Linked DNA regions of Mus musculus: region 1 is linked to region 2. Evidence: chromatin contacts called from public Hi-C data. All regions are on one chromosome and are shown on one strand. The core of a region is the stretch at or near the end of the contact, and the rest is flanking DNA. Distances in the headings are between cores, read along the strand shown. Region 1 overlaps Gm33843 (a long non-coding RNA gene). Region 2 has its middle 100 kb from the start of Gm33782.

Region 1 (6,549 bases), core at 2,670-5,169, 180 kb after region 2:
GTATATATTTGAGGTGTGACTCTGTAGTACACTAGCTTACTGTACTAGAGTCCTTGTCTCAAAAAAAAAAAAAAAAAGTGTAGGGGCAGGAAGATGTGGAGGGTGGGGTGGTGGTAAAGGGCTGCTATGAAAGTCTGGCATCCTCCGCTGAGCCCTACAAGTCATGTAAAAGTGGAAAAAAAGAACTGATCCCACAAAGCTGTTCCCTGAGCCCCACTTGTGTATTCTGGCTTGTGTATGCTCAGACATATATGTGTAAATACACACACACACATATATATATACATATATACACACACATATACATATATATATACCAGACTCGGGCCAATTCAGTGCTTAGGGGGAGCCTGCTTTCTTAAGTAGAATCTAACACATGGCTGCTGCATCCTGCTGTGTGTTTGAGAAAAATGTGATTATTATGTCCTTTTGTTTGCCTTTTAAACCTGCTTTTTTCATTTCTCTCCCCCCCCCCCCGCCCTCCACAGCAAAGACAAACTCTAGCCCAGAAACCAAATAAGAAACTGTTTACATGGTTGGAGAATGTATTTATAGGAGCCTAGACTGGGTGGTGGGTCCTGGAAAAGCATTGCCCGGAGTCCTGGGGAGACACAACAGCCCTTTTCAGCTGTATGAAATGAGAGGTTTTCATCCCCCCCCCCCCAGGAAACTTGTTAAGTCTGGTCTGCAGATGGCTGACATTTAGGTCCTGTCTTATATTTGCTGGAGACTTCCTAGATGAAATCTTGAGGTTAAATGTATAAATAATATGAAAGGAAGTAAATGTTTGAGGTTAATGTTTGAAGAAAGGCCAGGGAGGGGACTTTTTGCTAAAACTTTTTGAAAAGCTATTTAGCTTCCTGCAGATTGGTTTAGTAACCCCAGGTAAGGGACTTTTGCTAACTAAGTTTTCTCGGATTTTATGTGACTGTGAAAATGTTGCTTCTAATCAAAAGCAGAGAGACCTCAAGCTGTTTGATTGGCTGCCCTATTTCACTGGTGCTGGTCATATCTTGTGCTGTGCAGTATGACCACGCAAACCAAGGTATTTGGAAAAATCGAAACCATAGGAAAAAAGAGCCCTCCGTGGTAGCATTTAGAGATTGAAAACTGGCAAATCCGCTCATGGCGGTACGCTAACTGACTACCAGGAAATTTTAGAGACGGTTGCTTCCATGGGACTAACAATAAGTGCATTGCAGAGTCCCTACGATGCTGTTTTCTCAAATCTCAGCTTTACTATTCTATCAGTCATCTGTTGGGAATGTGTGCATGTAAAAACAGGAACTCGGGGAAAATGGCAAGAAGTTTTCTCATAACAGAACTACTTCTTGAGTTGATATGAAGCTACAGACTGTAGGTAAGCTTTGGTTATAAACAATAGCGAGAGGAGGAGAAAAAAAAAAAAAGAGGATGGGCTGGAGAGTTGGTACCATGGTTAAAAGCATGCTCCTCTTATAGAGGGTACAAGTTCAGTTTCCAGCACTGTATAGGGTGGCTCACAAGTGCCTGTGAATCCCCAGGGTATCTGATGCCTCTGGTATCTGTGACACCTGCATTCATACACACATACACACACAGACACACACACACACACAGAGAGAGAGAGAGAGAGCGCACACACAGAGAGAGAGAGAGAGAGAGAGAGAGAGAGAGCGCACACACACACACACACAGAGAGAGAGAGAGAGAGATGCATGCACACACTCATGTAAAAATGAATCTTGGGCTGGAGAGATGGCTCAGTGGTTAAGAGAACCGACTGCTCTTCCGAAGGTCCTGAGTTCAAATCCCAGCAACCACATGGTGGCTCACAACCACCCGTAATGAGATCTGACACCCTCTTCTGGTGCATCTGAAGACAGCTACAGTGTACTCACATATAATAAAATAAATAAATCTTTAAAAAATAATAATAATAAATCTTAAGAGTCTTGACTATTTTAGACCTAAATTAACCTCAGGAGCTGGGAAGATGGCTCAGTGTGTATGAGAATTTACTGTACAAACATGAGGACCTGAATTCAAAACTCCAGAACCCATGTGAGGAGCTGTTGACTATGGTGTGGTTACACCTATATTCCGTGAGGCGGAAGAGACATGAGGATCACTAGGGTTTGCTGGATACCAAACAACTCCAGTTGCAGAAAGAAACCCTGGCTCAAGAAAATAAGGCAGAGGGGATAGAACAGAACAGCTGGCATCCTCTGGCCTCCACATGCACCCAGCACACACAGGTACATACATCAGACATAAACCACATAGTCGCTCTGTCTATCACATGTGTGTGAGCACACACACAAACAGAAACTAGGACCTATCGCACAGTTATCTGGGTTATTTCCTGACACAGTAACCCCTTGTCCGCAGTTTCAGTTTACATTCTGTGCTGTTTTCTGCATGGCTGGCTCTCTCGGAACCCACGTGAGATTGTTTCTTGGCCACCAGTTGAGATGGGCTGTGAAAATATCACGGTAGTTATGTTCAAGTAACCCTTGCTTTGCTTAAGTCCCTCAAGCACAAGAGGAGTGTTGCTGGCTACTAGGATGTGCCAAAGAGAAGCCATACACTACTTCCTTTAACTCAAACGGAGACTCGGTAAGAGTTCCATATGACTTGAGGTTTCAAACAGCCACTGGGAAGGTCTGGGACATATCCCCTAATGGTGAGGGGGACCGTGATTATGAAGAACAGAGATATGTCGATGCAATGGATCTTCAAGCATGTCGCTTACATGATTTGAATCACTAAGATGATGACGCTAGAGCAGTAAATGTCTATGATGTGCATATAGATCAGTGACGGTCTTTAGGAATCCTTAGCACTTATTAAACACATCATGAGAGGTTTGAGGATTTACACAGGACACAGAAGAACAAGCATAAAGTGGCAGCTTTGATTATGCAGGAAGGATATGGTCTGACATTTCAGGCCAGCAGAAGCCATATACATGAATCAGCGTATGAGGTCTTTTAGACCTCAGCCCTATAGTCAGTCCTACACATAGAAAAACTGATACAGTTCTGGCATGGATGAGAAAAGATCTGGCATCGATCACTACATAGAGACGATGAGCAGCTATCAAGTTATTACTGCATAGAAAATCAAAATGTCCCTGCATAAGGGCATACAGCCAGGAGAACACTTTACCTGGAGTCTCATCCAACAAAGATGACAAAGCAGCAACTTTGTTGTACTCTCACTGGGATCCCAACAAAGCAGAGTAAAAGATTCTGCTACACTTTGACCATCAGGCTTGCTGCCTGCATTTAAAGCAAGTTGCCAAAATTAGCTATGAAATAGAAGAAAATCAGCATCATCTGTTGCTGTTAGATGGAGCAGAAGGGCTACCAAGAAAGCCAAAGGAGGCTTTCTGCTGTGAAGCTAAATCATATGTTTGGGATGCTAACAGGTAGTTGGTAAGTGCATGGGTTGCCACAGAACTCAGAGGCAGAAATGGCCACACTGTACCTACACATACCATGCTAAGCTTCATTGACTGGGCTTTATTTACTATCTGTTACTTGAGTTCACATTCTACCTTTGGACATTGACCTCTGGGCTCCACATAGATACACACACACACACACACACACACACACACACACACACACAAGCACATACATGATAGGGATACATCTCAGTGGTAGAGTACTTGCCTAACATGGATGAAGCCCTATGTTCAATTTCTGATCACAGTAAATTCTCTAACACCATCCTCAATTATCAAATAAGAGCCGTGATTGGTGCATAGCTTGGTGTATGACATCATTAGCTTGGAGTATGACATCGTACTTTCGTTCAGTCTTTGGGAATCTACAAGACAAAATGAATTTGCAATTCTTTAGATAGCTACAGTGATGCATTTGTTGTTTCTTGGGGTTGCCACAGCAACTTACCACAAGTCAGATGATTTCAAACAACAGCAATTTATTCTCATGGTTTTGGAGACAAGAAGTCTACAGTCAGAATGTGTCAGTGGGGCCACATATGGTGACAGTCTTCCGTAATTCCCCTCTTTCCTGGAATTCTTAGCTCCTAGAGGCACATTTCCGTACCATCATCATATGCTGATCTTATTTTCATGTACCAGTCTTCAGAATTCCTCTCCTTATATAGTCTTGGGTTTAGGTTAGAACCTTAATACAATGGGATTATTTCCTCTCAAACTTTTGAAGGAATTGTTTCTTTAAATACTCAAAATTTTTTCTTATTTTGATTTTTTTATCATTGTGATTTCAAGTAACCCAAGATGACCTTAGACTCCCCATAGAGCCAAACATTATTCTCAACTCCTAATCTTTCTGCCAGCACCTCTGGTATCCTGGGATTACAGGCATGCACTTATGTTTATTCTATGGGATGTTGTTCATGTAGTTCATGTGTGTATGTTAGGCAGACATTCTATCAACTAGACTGTATCCTCTTTGCTTTTTCTTACAGAATATAATAGGCTGTTTTTGAACTCCTGATCTTCCTACCTCAGCACTCTAAGTTCTGGAACTACAGGTGTACCCCACCATCCTCAGCTAAGACCCTACGTTCCTGTGAAACCACATTCTTAGATTCTGGACAGTAGAGATGCTATACTACGTTAGCATAGTAAGGTAGGAGCAGCCAACTCTCTCTTGCCAATTTCCTTGGGTTTTAACTTCAACACTTGCCCTTGGGTTACAATTGGAGAAACACAGTTGTGTTAGACTGGAAGATGGTGCACAATAAATAGGTGTCCTGAAGCTAAAGTAAGAAAACAGAAAGAGATCATGTGCTGATCATCTGTAATCTAGAAGGGCTTCCTAAACGCTCCTAGGCTCTTAGTTCTCCTACAAAAGCAGCAGGAACAACATGAAGCTCGTGGGGGAAAGGAGGAAACAGATTTGGACAGAAGCTTCTCATAGCCTCTAGCTCACGAGATTAGGACACCAGCTTAGATGCCCAGGCCCTTGTTTCAAAGAATACTGTGGCCCACATTCCAGACAAATAGACTTTCATAGGTAACGATGAGCTGCAGCATAGGAGCCTGACTCTTAGAGGATTTACTTTTGCTCTTCTCTGAAGGAACAAAACACGTTTTCCTTCTTATGTTTTAAAATTAACTTTGGGCAGACAGTAAGCATTCATATTTATGGGGTACAACGGGAGGTTCCCTTCAGACACACACGGTCAAATCTGAATATTCAGTGTGTCTATCACCTTAACTTTTATGAAGCATGTTTGCTTTCGATCTGGAGGAAAATGTATTATGAAATGTATACATTGCTCACTGTTGCTTCAAAGGGACCACCGGGCTCTAGTTTGGTTATTTAATTGGTTGTTGATGCCCATGAGTCCTGCTGCATGGTGGTACTTGGGTTCCCTCCAAGGTTATGTTGTTTCTTTAAAGGGAATTTTTCAAATGAAATCCAGTGCCATAAACTTGAAGATTCCCCTGCAGCTAAGTGCTAACTGCAGGCTACATGGCAATGGTGTCGCTGCGCCTCGTTTCGTGTGACTGCTTCAGAGGCGCAAGAACACTTATTTTCAGGCCCTGGAATGTGTCGAAAGTGTTATCTCAGGCTCTGTGCAGTTCACCTCCACCTCCCTGTTCCATCCCACCTAGATTCTTGGTGAGTTAGGTGATGTTTTCTGTGATAGAGGCTTTGTCTTCAGGCCCAGGAGACGGTAGGGGTGCGAGGTGAACAACACAAACAGGTTGTGTGGCGAAGACTCTAGTATATTAGTGTATTTCTGCAATCGCTTTTCCAGGAAAGAGCTTTCTAAAGCTGCCTCACCCAGAACAGAAGTCTGAAACTGTATTATATTGATGATGCCTGAGCTTTCAGGAGGCTCTGGTGCCTAGTAAAGAATAATCTAGGATGGTCAAATAGAAGAAACACAGCCAGCAATTAAACCGTGAAATCAGTTCATCTCCATTGTTTCCTTCTTCCTCTCGCTCCCCCAGTATCTAAACACAAGCTCTGAGAACAAGTCTTTGTAATCATTCACTTAATGTTGATACATTTAGATTTTTAGTTAATATTACATAACGTCAAGAATTAGGAAATGGGGGCCAGGGATGTAGGTTAGTTGCTGCAGTGCTTGCCTATTGTGCAAAAAAGGCCCTGGGTCTGATCTCTAGCACTACATAAACCAGGCACAATGGCACCTGCTTGGAACCCCAGTGCTGGGCAGGGGAAGTGGGAGGGTCCAGAGCACAATCAAAGTCACCCTCTGTTCCCAAGAGAGTTCAAGACAAGCCTGAGCTCTGTGAAACTCTGCCTCAAGGCAAGGGGAGGGGATTGGCGGGGGGGGGGGGGGGGGGGATAGGAAGTAGACCCAGACACATCTGTAACCCCAGCACACAAAATGCAGAAGTGAGGGGAGCAAGAGTTAGATGCTAGCCTGTGCTACTTGAGACCCTATCAAACAAACAAACAAACAAACAAAAAACAAAAAAAAACAAAAAAAAAAAATAGAAATAACAAAAGAAAGCAAAAACACTTTATTTAAAAAAAAAAAAAACAACTTTAAAACTTGAAAAGAAAGGAACAGAGCTAGGGATGCAACCCA
Region 2 (6,644 bases), core at 2,280-4,779:
TGAGAATTAGGGAACCCTGGCCTTGGACTGGCATTTGAGCTTCATTGGTTGGCTGTATTGATAGGCAATTCACTGAAGCCAGTGTATGCCAGGTGTTCCGATGCAGTTACCGATAACACTTCCTTGCTCTCCGGTGTCCCTAAATTCAGTTATGGAGACAAGACACACAAACAGAGGAAGACAATAACCACATGGAACAATTCATGGTAAATGCCGAGTGCATCTGGGCTCTCAGGGGATGGACAGAATGCTGAGGTCTGTGGCCATGTGTGAGTTGCTTGAAGAATGGCCTTAAGGTGGCCCTAAAAACATAAAAGAGCACGGAGACTTGAAACAGGCAGCAAGGAAAGGGACTTGCTGAAGATTGCCAAAATCATAGCGGCCGTTCCTCAACTCGAGCAAGTAGTGGTAAAAGTGAGCCGCCCTCCTGTCTTAAGCAAGCCGATGTTATAGGCAGGTTTGATGGCATCTAGATCAGAAGGTATATTCGAGCCCATTAAAATGAGTGCCTACTTAATGTTCAATCTGCTTCCCAGACACGTGTGCAAGCGGTTGTCAATGGTGTTGTAATCGATAACCAGGTAGGTACAGAGGGAGATAGAGAAGCCGTGAGAAGGATGCTGAGCAACGACACAAGCATGGGCACCTAGCTGAGTGTTGGAAGGGTTTCCATCCCAGTCACAGTGTCCACAATGACACTGTAGGATTCAGGCTTTGGAACTACGGTGTGAATGCCACCGAAGCTTTGATTTCTTTGTGCATTCTACCGTGAAGCCAAACACACATGACAGTTCTGGTCTCACAATGGCTTTTCAGATTTTTCTTTTCTTTAAAGACTGGAAACTTCCATCGGATGAAGTTCTTAGAAATGTTGCTAGAGTAGATGTGACAGAGCCTGCTCATTGCCCACTGAATGCCTTTTTGCCTCCTACAGCGTGGAGCAGCGTGGCTCATCGGAAACAAACGCTTACTTCTAAGAAGACTAAATCAAATTAGTAATTTTGCTTTTTGTTTTTCCTTCCCGTCGGCCTGAATTGTGGAGGAGATAGAACTCTGGCAGCTTTCTTGAGAAAACAAGATGGGATTAGACTCTGATATTGTGGAAACAGAAAGGCAGAGGTAAAACAGGTATCTAATAAATCAGGTATCTAATCAGGTTATGAAACTAGTAGTGTATCATGATACCAGTTTGAACCAGTCTGCTTCTTAAGTTGGTAACATGAAGCAATAAATAAATAAATCTGTCAATCTTAATTTCCTTTGTGTTGGTTTGAAGATTTCTACATTTGTGTAAAAAAGAGCAGTTCTTAGTGTTAAACTGATGACTGTTAATCTGCAGAATGTGAAACTAACAAACAGGAAACTTCTCGAATAGAAATAGAAGTGAACACAGACCAGTGTCTTTCCTACCACAGCGTTTGGTTTACTTACTGAGAAGCAGTGGGTTACTGTCACCTTCCTACATCTATTAATAAACAATGGACCCCCCCCCCAAGGAAGTCAGAGTCACAGTCCTCTGCACAGAGGGTTGTTTGAGGAAAGAGACCGTAGACAAAACTAGACTTTTCATCTCTCTTGTCCCAAAAGGCATGCTTAGAGTAGATCTTTGTCACTACTGAATAAAATGTACTTTAGTCCATTAAATGATTAAAAATCAGAAGACATGGTGGTCTTTTAAAGAAGCGTTTTCCTACTAGCTGTTGGTTATTTTATGTAGACTGCACTATTTAACCACTGATGTAACCCAGAGAGGGGAAACGACACAGAGGAAATCAGAGGAGAGGGGAGGAGAAGATAAGGTAGGGGAAGTAGGGGAAAGAAGGAGACAGGAAGACAAGAGAGGATAGGAGAAGAGAGACCCTGTGGCCAGTTCCAGCAGGCATGGTCTAATGGAATACAATGGCTGCCTCCACTCTGGACAGCTCAGCACACCAATACTAATACTGAGGAGAAATATGACACCTCCATCCCACAGCAATCCATCATCATCCATACAGCGAAGAGGGTCTGTGAGCTCCTTCAGCCTGCCCTTCACTCTGCTTGTCTGAACACTCCATTTCTTTTCTTTTTTTTTTTTACGTCATTAGTTTATTTACAATTTTTTCTAGTATATAGTTCAAGAGTTTAATCCAACTTTCAGATCATCTCTTAAACTTTCTTCATTCTGTTAAAGGGATGAATTAAATATCCTTATTTTTTAAGTAGCTGGTGTCTTACTATAAAGAAAGGAGCGGCAAGCCCAGATCCAAAGTACAGGATCATCATAGCCAGCAACCGCCACTTGTTTTCCACTGAAAATGGCAAATTCTTCCCTGGATCCTCCTCATAGTGGCTGCGACAGACCATGGTGGTGGTGAACCTCCGGATACTCTGGCCCAACATGTCACTGCTGGAAGTTCTGTGAGGGCCGCGGACACGGAAGGCAGAAGAAATGGCCATACCACCTAACTCTCCTTTCTTCACGACCTTGCTCTGAACACCCCATTTCTTAATTGTCACAACGGTCCTCCAGGCCAAAAGAGTCTTGAAAAGGGCGACTTCACATGACCTCCCTCTGGAGTCTGAAGTTGCAAAGAGATCTTGAGTCTTTAACTATAGGTGACCTTCCCACAACGACGGTTCAATGGCTTGCCTGTAAAGATTGCTGGTCTATCGTTAGGAGGGACTGACCAAGACCATCTCCAAAATATGGCATAAAGATAGTTACTGATGGTCTCCTCCATTGGGACAGCTTAAGGCCTGAAATGTGGTAAAAGGAATCAAAACCAACCAACTAAACAATAACAACAATAGCAACAACAACAAACAAACAAACAAACAAACAAACAGCATGTAGTAACCTACTCTACGTAGGTGAGCTCAGACTGCTTCAATGGAGCCAGTGGAGCATGTGGAATGCTGCTACTCATTGCCCCCAGCCCCCAACAAACCTGCCACTTTGTGGTATCTAAGTCCCCATACATGTTCTTGCATCTTATGTATGTACTTGAAACACACAGAACTCTGAGTGCACCAGGTTTTGAAGAAAAGCACTCTGTGTTTCTAAAAGTGCCTAACTTGGACAGGATGCAAGGGGTGGAGAGTAACCAACCATGAGAGGAGAGACGCAAGCCTCAGGCTGCTGCAGTGGTGCCATGGCTGCATCAGGATGCTTTCTCGGTAAGAAGGATGCTCTGACTCTCTTGCTTGCTCAGTGTAAGCTCTTGACCGCTTGCTTTGTTGCTGAGTGAAGTCTCAGTGTCTCCTTTTGGGAAAGGTAAGATTGCAGCTCAACTAGAAACCGGAACCTCCATGTAACTTCATCCTCTGAGCCCCTGGATCCAGTCACACCTAAGGCACTGGATGTTTTTAGTCACATGAGCCCATTAGTACCTTTTTTTTTTCTGGAAAAGCTACTTTGATTTCTATTTCTGCCACTTGCTATCAAAGAGTTCCATCTAATGCAGGCAGAGATGGCAATCTCTACCGAGCTCTGAGAAATGAACTAGCTCCACTAAGCCTCATCAGTAATGGATGTAAACAAAACTCTAAGCCAGAGCAGTGCGGTACTCACATCCGTCTTCCTCTGTGCACTAGGGTGCCTCCCTGGCTGATGAAACCCAGTCGCAATTGATGGAGATCAATGTGATTCATCATTATGTTTTCTGAAGCATCGTTGCCACAAACAGTTTCTGTGTTCGATTTTATGCTAATTCCAGCTGGTACATTTGTGTGGCAGACACATCACTCTTAGCTATGGAAATGTTTTCACATTCACTAAGCTTGAGAGGATATTCTAATGAGGCCTGTCACAAAGTCCCTTTTACAAACCTAAGTGTACATGGGTTGGGATGAACTGTTCCTAAAGAAATAAAAGAACTAAGGCAATAAAAAAAGCAGCAGGGTAGGAAGGACGTGACATATTGTAAACTCACTGTTCCAGCTTGGAAGGGAAAAACACCAGCACCAAGAGATGAGCGAAACCAAGGAAGAAGTGCTGGTGCTAGACAAAGAAGGAGAGGCAATAGGAGCCAAAGATGCTAGGGCATTTGAACAGAACTCTCCTTATGATGGAAAAACGCTCAGGGCTAGGCATGGAGCTCAACTTGTAGAGCACTTGCCAAAAAAGCAAGCTGGAGATAGGTTCAATTACCAGTAGCACAGAAAGCTGCGGTTGTGGTGTTGTGGTGTATATATGGTGTGCACCTGTAATCTGAGTGTGCAAGAGGTAGAAGGAGGAAGATCAGGAGTTCAGGGTCATCTCAGCTATGTAGCAAGTTCAAGAGTAGCTTGGGCTACATGAGACCTAGTCTGAGTAAGAAAAATAAAGTAATGAAACTGACCTATCTTTTCTATGTTTAAGATGGTATCTAAGCGATTGGGCATGTGAAATAGGGTTAAGTCAATGAAGGAGATGGTGATGACGGCCATTGTGATTCTAGACTGACACGTAAGCACACAACACAATAAAGTATGGATGGGAAAGAATCGAAGCATGAGGCTAAAGCAAGGTGTGCGCTGTATCCGACAGCTGGAATACAATGCCTGAAGTGGGTAATGATGTCTGATAAAGCAGAGTAGGTCCAGGTGATTGGAGACTTTGACACAGGGCTTTGGTTTGAGCCTGTCAGGAGTAGCTTGCTCCTGAGCTAAGAGGTGTTCAGCCTTGTGTTACGAAAGAGAAAGCAAGTAGCTACAGACAGGTAGAACCAAGAACAGACCATAAAAGTAGAGACCTCCTATCTAAGATCACAAGGAGAGTGCAGCTGAATTAATGAAAAAAATACAGGCCAGTGACAGAGGGAGTAGAAATAGAGACGAGGGGTTTCAGAGATGGCCGCGAAGGTAACTACACAAGTGTACAGATAAGAAATTGGTTCCTGGATCATCTGTGTGAAGAGCAATAATATGTCTGTAATCCCCAAATGACAGAGTGGCAACAGGAGGAAGATTGGGCTGGCTGGCCAACCAGTCTAGGTAAATAAACAAACTCCAGAATCAATGAGAGACCCTGCCTCACAAATACCGTGGAGAGCTAGAATGAAAAGAATGTGTTTTGAAGAACAAAAGACAGAAGAGACATTTAAACCTTTAAACTATACTTGGTGGTCATCTCATCTACTTTAGAGAGATACTCAGAATTTCCTTTTAGCTTTCCTAGAATTAAACACCAACATTAGAAATAAAAAATTTTAATTTATAATTATACTGTATTTGAAAACACAGGAGAAATATGGAGGCTGCCTGCATAAAGATAGGTCGGATAATTCTAGGCTTAGGTCAAATTCGGCCTCCTGCTCATTATGGAAATCAGGTATTATCTGTTTATTTTTGTCTGCAGCTGTGTAGCAGTGTGGAATGAAGTCTTGCGTGTTGCAGGGATGCTCAGGAGGCTGGCGTTATTCACTACCGAGCCTTTCACAAAAGACATTTACTGATGCTGATGGAGATGAGAGAAATCACAAGAGCACATGAAATAATAACAATTTTTTGCTTTTTATGTTTTATTTCTTGAGACAAGGTCTTACTAAATAACACTGGTTGTCCTAGGATACTCTATATAAACAAGGTTGACTTTGAACTCAGAGACCCAGTTACCCCTGCCCTCTGAATGCTGGAATTAAAGACATGTGCCACCACACCCTTATAGGATTTTAATAAATAATTTTAATATAAGAACTTTTATTTTTCAATTAATTTACTAGTATGTTCCTCCAAATAGTTCTAGCAGATGAAGAAGTCTGCTTTGTCTATATTCACTGTATCCAGAATGGAAAGACCCGGGGCTTCTGGGAGCTTAGATTGCCTTTTGGATCACTAAGTAAAGACTAAATCATTCTCTGTATAAATATATTATACGTTGTCTGGTTCTTTAGAAAGTAGTGCTCTACCCTATAGGTGGAACAACAACATGAACTAACCAGTACCCCCAGAGCTCGTATCTCTAGCTGCATATGCAGCAGAAGATGGCCTAATCGGCGATCATTGAGAAGAGAGGCCCCTTGGTATTGCAAACTTTATATGCCCCAGTACAGGGGAATACCAGGGCCAAGAAGCGGGAGTGGGTAGGTAGGGGAGCAGGGTAGAGGGAAGGTATAGGGAACTTTCGGGATAGCATTTGAAATGTATATAAAGAAAATGTCTAATAAAAAAGAAAGTAGTGTTCTTTGTGATGTGTATATATTTATATTGGAGTCTCTATTACCATAGTATTCTATTAAGAAAGTACTCCATTCCCTCTGCATGGCAAGCCATATGTATTTTAAACATGAGAATTCTTCCTTTCCTATGGTTTCGTCTCTTCCTAGACACTGATGAGAATCCAGTGTGTGGTCAGGATGGAGCTGGACAGTGAAAGCAGTAAGACAGGCCAGGTATCTCTTTGGTCGAGCATGCTTATCATGAGGTCATACTTTCTTCGGGATGATATACAAATCCCCGTATATTTGGTGGCTTATGGGCAAGATAAAGTCATTCCTCAAAGTTCTAAAAGGCTTACAGTTAGAGTACAGGGGATTCAGTGTCAGGTGGGGACCCTCTCTGACACCACCTTCTCTTTCCTCTTCTTTCTCCACCTCCTATTCCTCCTCATCCTCCTCTCCCTTCTCCTGGTCCTCCTCTCCCTCCTCCTCTTCCTGGTCCTGCTTCTCTCCATTCTCCAGGTT

Evidence for each region. A called contact is a pair of places that touch in the nucleus more often than the background predicts.
Region 1: a Hi-C map of regulatory T cells shows a contact between it and region 2, with 2.0 times the contacts expected there. The contact joins two enhancer-like sites. A contact is called at or near these places in 1 of 15 datasets of contacts at CTCF or cohesin (CD8 T cells), 11 of 484 Hi-C or Micro-C datasets (CD4 T cells, CD8 T cells, Th1 cells and 5 more) and 7 of 115 datasets of contacts at active chromatin or transcription factors (CD8 T cells, Th17 cells, double positive thymocytes and 3 more).

Annotation. Positions count from the first base shown.
Region 1 is chr10:96,586,117-96,592,665 of GRCm38.p6, forward strand. The region is part of intron 2 of Gm33843 (a long non-coding RNA gene); the gene reads right to left. Among named protein-coding and RNA genes, the nearest start is that of Gm33843, 9.4 kb to the right of the region's middle. Within about 2 kb of position 3,920, at least 14 of the 459 cell types and tissues checked have an H3K27ac peak or open chromatin away from gene starts, as enhancers often do. A contact at or near this core is called in CD8 T cells and regulatory T cells, where this site is marked.
Region 2 is chr10:96,406,657-96,413,300 of GRCm38.p6, forward strand. It overlaps the pseudogene Gm20091. Among named protein-coding and RNA genes, the nearest start is that of Gm33782, 100 kb to the left of the region's middle. Within about 2 kb of position 3,530, at least 17 of the 459 cell types and tissues checked have an H3K27ac peak or open chromatin away from gene starts, as enhancers often do. A contact at or near this core is called in CD8 T cells and regulatory T cells, where this site is marked.